Regions from separate parts of the Canis lupus genome. Here region 1 is linked to region 2. The links are chromatin contacts, called in public Hi-C maps. All regions are on one chromosome and are shown on one strand. The core of a region is the stretch at or near the end of the contact, and the rest is flanking DNA. Distances in the headings are between cores, read along the strand shown.

The links. Hi-C and Micro-C count contacts between places; a contact is called where the count stands out from the background.
Region 1: a contact with region 2 is called in a Hi-C map of blood, with 2.4 times the contacts expected there. The contact joins the enhancer-like site here to the promoter of BTG1 in region 2. A contact is called at or near these places in 2 of 9 Hi-C or Micro-C datasets (amygdala and blood).

What each region holds. Positions count from the first base shown.
Region 1 is chr15:33,162,536-33,165,235 of UU_Cfam_GSD_1.0, reverse strand. No RefSeq gene overlaps it. Among named protein-coding and RNA genes, the nearest start is that of TRNAK-CUU, 130 kb to the right of the region's middle. Within about 2 kb of position 1,270, at least 6 of the 20 cell types and tissues checked have an H3K27ac peak or open chromatin away from gene starts, as enhancers often do. A contact at or near this core is called in blood, where this site is marked.
Region 2 is chr15:32,950,147-32,952,846 of UU_Cfam_GSD_1.0, reverse strand. BTG1 (protein BTG1) reads left to right here and starts at 1,338. Exons shown (of 2, transcript XM_038558635.1): 1 at 1,338-1,809; 2 at 2,606-2,700. The coding sequence starts at 1,662.

The DNA of each region.
Region 1 (2,700 bases), core at 21-2,520, 210 kb before region 2:
GAATTCAACAATTCTACAAGATGGAAGAATGCTGCTTGGGTGTGAAGTTTGGACTGTGGGGAGCCTGGGTGGCTTAATTAGTTGAATGTCCAACTATTGATTTCAGTCCAGGTCATGACCTCAGGGTTGAGATTGAGCCCTGAGTTTTGCACAAGAGCCTGCTTAAGATTCTCTCTCTTCCTTTCCCTCTGCTCCTCCCCCCTCTAAAAAAAAGTTTGGACTGTGTTGTTGGGTTTTTTTTTGATGAGTTATCAATGTATTACCTTCATAATATGGGGGTTGGTTATACTCCACATAATGTGTCATCAAAATTTTAGTCTTGAAATATTTGGTATGCCATTTTAAGGGGAATTCCCTCCCTCTGAATCTCCCTCTTCACTGTTGACAGTCTGGGATGAGGCAAGCTTCTCTCTTATCTTAATAAACATTAGGTTCCAAAATGAGGTCCGACCTTCACTATTAGTCTCGCCAATCAGGTTAGTCTATCTGTCTCATGGTGTGATGATGACGCCTGCAGATTTGTGTTCACTAAAATCAACTTCCCCGATCAATCAACTGTGATGACTAGTCCGTCTGAATTAGTTCCTGTAGTCATAGCCTTCATGCCAAGCACGTCGGAGCCACTGGCCTTTCCCCTAACCCTGCACACAATTCCTGTCTGTGGGAACTATAATCACCCTCCTGGAAGAGATGCTTGCTTGGCAATATGCCAGGAGGAGTTGGGCTATTTCCTTGACTTATTGGGAAATAACCCAGGTTTAAAACTTAGTTGAATCTCGGTTCAAAATCTCACTCTGCCATTTGCAAACACTTCCAGAGCCAAGTAGAGCTCAAGAAATGTTGATTTCTTTCCTTGTCTCCCTTTGTTGAGAAACAGTGCACTCCTCTTTCCAGGGGATCATTTCTGTGATGCAATCATATGTATGTTCAGTCCAACACACCCACACAGGAAGCACACGGTTATGGATTTTACTCTCTGCTGCCCTTGGTTTGTTTTCAAGAAGTCAGGATTTTAGAAACCACTCATGAGCTGTCTGTATGTCATGGCAATTTATTATCTCGCTTTTCTCCAGAATGTGAATGTTCTATTACCCCTGGCTTTCTGACGTGTAAAAAAATATATTCCTTCTTGCTCAGTCTGTGTGTTCCGATAACAAGTTTAGATGAGCATTTTCTCAATAATAAAAGAGAAGGTGACTGTCACTGGCAGTTATAAATGACCTTATTTCAGGATTCTGTTGTGCAACTCTTACCTCACTTGCCAGAGAGAGGCAGTGTGTGTCAGTGTGAGATCTCTCTACAGGGAGTCAAAACAAAAGGCAGCGCCTGACCTTGGGCACGTTCACTCATCTTCTCTGATCTTGGGTGGGTTTTTCTCTGTGAAGGGCAGATTGTGCCACGTGGCATCTCAAGTCCATTCCTCTTCTAAGATATCTGAGTCTACTTCTTGCTGATTTATAAGAAAACACATTGACTTGCCTGAAGATAAAAAGACATTAAATGGCAAATATTTAACAAGAGAACTTGTCTTTCTCAACTCTCTCTCTTTTATGTCTAAGTTATAAAATTATTATAGTGATTACTTTTTCATCACCCACCTAATCCTATAAAACACCTCTCACTATATAAATGCACATGGCCTATTTTCCTGTAGCAATTACTCATTTCGCTCATGGGAATTGGGTCTTTGCTAAAGGCTGGTAAGGAAGGGTGCTAGTTTTTTGCTAGCAGACTTTGTTTTTGTCTCTGGGCAAAGGTTTACTGTGGCTGAGACCAACTCAGCATCATTATTGTCTTCCCCTAAGGGAGAATTACCAACTACTGTTTAGGGGCTCTAAACACTAGTGACATGTGCCATGAAAATGGGAGAGAAGGGAAGTAACATTTATGAGTAGGAATAAATGAGACATAGTAGATTCTCTTTATTGTACTTCTCATATATTGCTCAGTGTTAACTAGAAAATTTCATGTAGTGATCTCATTTCTTCTCTTTTACACTTATGATGATCCTTCAGAGCAAATCTTAAACTTCTTTTATAATTGAGAGCATGGGGTTTCAGAGATGTTAGTAAATTTCCCACGGTCACTTAGGTCTCTGGAAAACAAAGCCTGTGCTAATTTGTGTGATCTCTGCCAAGAACTCCTACATGTGTCTAAAGCAGGTAAAGAGAAAACTGTTCCAGGATGTGGAGAAACCCCAAAATGACCAGCACCACTGAAGCAACCCTGCCAAAATGGTGTATTCTGTAGTTGCAAAGCTCCAAGAAGGGACCTCATGAACCTGGAAATAACTACTGAAAGATTCAACACTCCTATATCAAGTGGGTTTTAAATCCTTTTCCCCAGTAGAATCACAGAAGATGGACATAAATTCAGATGTATTCATCATGGAAACGATTGATCGAACTCATTATGTTCCTGGGTCTGTACCAAATACCTCACTAGCACTATTTTATTTACCTAGACAATGCCCCAGGAGATGGTGATTACTCTCCTACATAGACGTGCGCACTGAGAATTATGAAGAGGTATCACTTACCCAAGTGGCATGACTTGGGAGGGTTGGAATCCAGGTCTATATGAATCTAAAGCAAAATGATACTATTGACTAGTTGATAGTGCCTCTGCACTGAGGAGAAGAACAAGACTCAGGGAGTCCTGTTCTCTCCCTCCCCTGGGTCTGCACTTCTATATGGTAAC
Region 2 (2,700 bases), core at 89-2,588:
CTGTGTATGGATGAATAAACAATCTCAAGGGTGTTCCTTCAAACCCAGTTTTACGTGTTCCATTTAAACAATAAATGTCTTCTCCCTCCGCTTTGCAACATCCTCCTTTTGCTTCATTTCTATACCCGCTGGCTCAGTACTTAAAAACACAGACACACACACACACACACAACTCCAAGTGGTGTGTTTTGCAATATTGATGACCAACTCAACTCAGGATATTTATTTCCATCTGGTGGAGTCCAACTTCTGCCTCTTGTTTGCTTCCTCCATCTGCCGGGACTCACCATCTCCCTTTTTCTGCCCCCTCCTCCTTAACCGAGTCAGGCTTAACCCTCTCCTGGGCTTAATCATTTTAGCAGGCTCAGCCCTAGTACAACAGTCCTTTTTTTTTTTTCTTCTTCTTTTTTTTTTTCTTTTCTAGTTTCGCCAGTAGGGTTTCCAGTAAACTCAGATGCCTACGACTAATACTTTGACAAGCTCCAAATTCACTATTTATTTTTTTCTGTTTTTCTAATGAGCAGCAGCACTCTAAGGGCCCCACAGTTATTTGGACTGGATGGGGGGGAGGGGAGGAAGAAGAGCAGCCAACCTTTGGTTAGGGTATAAACGGTGTAAAAGGCATCATACTGCCTCCCCACCCCCCAATTCCGCTTAAACTTTACGGGCGCCGCGTCTACACGGATCTGGGGTGCCGGGCTCTGCCGGCGGCGCGGGGCCGGATTCCCCAAGGTCCGCGCTCCTCTCCTCTGCGCCCCGAAGTTACGGCGGCCGCAGCCCGACGCTGCCCTTTTCTGTATTTTGCAGTCAGACCTTTACGGAGCCTTCGCTCCGCGCCTCCCCTCCGCCTCCGCCTCCGCCTCCGCGAGCCCGTGGGCGCCCGGCCCCGACCCCGGGCGGCCGCCGCTCCTCCGGGTCCGCACCTCCGGCGCCCGCGCGCGCGGACCGGCCGAGCCCCGCCGCCCCCGGCCCCGCGCCCCGCGTCCCGCAGCCGCCCCAGCGGGGGGAGGAGCGCGGCCCGGGGCGGGGCTTTCACTCGCGCACCCGCGCTCGGCCCCCCGCCCCCGCCCCCGCCCCCCGCGTCCCGGCCCAGCCCGCCGCCGCCGCCGCCGCCGCTCGGGAGTTTATTTGTTTACAAGCGGATTACGTCAGCCCCTCCCTCTCGGCCGGGCCCCGGCCCCCGCCCCCTGCTCCCTTTGCCCGCCCCCTCCGGCTCCGAATCCGCTACGTCACAATGGTGCGATCTCCGGATTGGCTGCGGCCGGCCGTCCCCCCCCCCCCGGCTACGCCACTTCCTTTCTCGGCGCTATAAAAGCTACCGCACGGCGCCTGCATCTCTTCGCCCCTCCGAGCTGGAAATGCAACTGTCGGGAGCTTCGGAGGCTGCGGAGCTGGACGCGGAGGCGGCTGGGGAAGTCCGAGCGATGTGACCAGGCCGCCGTCGCTCGTCTCTTCCTCTCGCCTGCCGCCTCCTGTCGTGAAAATAACTTTTTTTTTTTTTTTACTATAAAGGAGAGAGAAAAAAAAAGTAGCTGCCCGCCCCTCCCGCCCTCTGTTCCTCTCAGCCCTGTGAGCCGCGAGGGAGCCCGGGGTGGCCGCTCCGCCGTCGGGGCCGCGCCGCCGAGCCCCGGCCGCCCCGGGCCGCCCCGCCCGCCGCCCCCATGCATCCCTTCTACACCCGGGCCGCCACCATGATAGGCGAGATCGCCGCCGCCGTGTCCTTCATCTCCAAGTTCCTCCGCACCAAGGGGCTCACGAGCGAGCGACAGCTGCAGACCTTCAGCCAGAGCCTGCAGGAGCTGCTGGCAGGTGAGGCGGCCGCGCCGGGCGGGCGGGGGGGCGGGGGCGCGGGCGGGAGCGGCCCGGGCCGTCGGGGCGGCCGCTAACGGCGGGTCCCGGCGAGGCCCCCGCGGCGCCCCGCGCCCCGCGCCCCGCGGCCGGCCCTCGGAGGGGAGAAGGACGGGCGCGCAACAAAGAAACTACGGCCCCCGGGCGGGAGCTGCGGCCCTCGGACGGGACAAAGGAGCTGCGGGGCTGGGGTTGCTCCGGCGCCCCCCCCCCCCCCCGGCCCGTCGTGCGCTCGGCGGCCCGGCCCGGGGTCTCCCCGCGCCCCCTCCGCGGCCCATTAATCACTGGGTTCGTCCCCGGCCGGGTTACAGCCCTGCCCGGCGCGGGGCTTAGGGCTGCTGGTTTTCCTCCCCTTCGGGGTGAACAGCCCGGCGGCGCCTCCGCCGAAGCCGTCAGGCCCATTGTGCGCGGCCGGGCCGGGCCCCCGGCTCCCGGGCCGGAGGAGGTAGAGGCTCCGCCGGGGCCGCCCCGCCGCCTCGACCGGTCGGTTCCTGGGAATGGGTTTGTCCCGCGCCCCGCGCCCCGCCGGGTGCCCTCTCCAGGCCCGCGCGCTCGCCGGCCGGCCCCGCGCACGCTCGGCCCCGCGAGGGCAACGCTGGGCATTTTTTTTTTTTTAAAAGTTGGTGGCTTCACATTTTTCACTTCTCAGAGGAGCCGGCGGAAGCGGGAAGAGGCTGCGGCGGGATGTGTAACAGTAACGATCTAAGTGTTGTTTCTCTGTTCTTTTCCTCCTCCTCCTCCTCCTGTCTTCCTATAGAACATTATAAACATCACTGGTTCCCAGAAAAGCCGTGCAAGGGATCAGGTTACCGTTGTATTCGCATCAACCATAAAATGGATCCTCTGATTGGA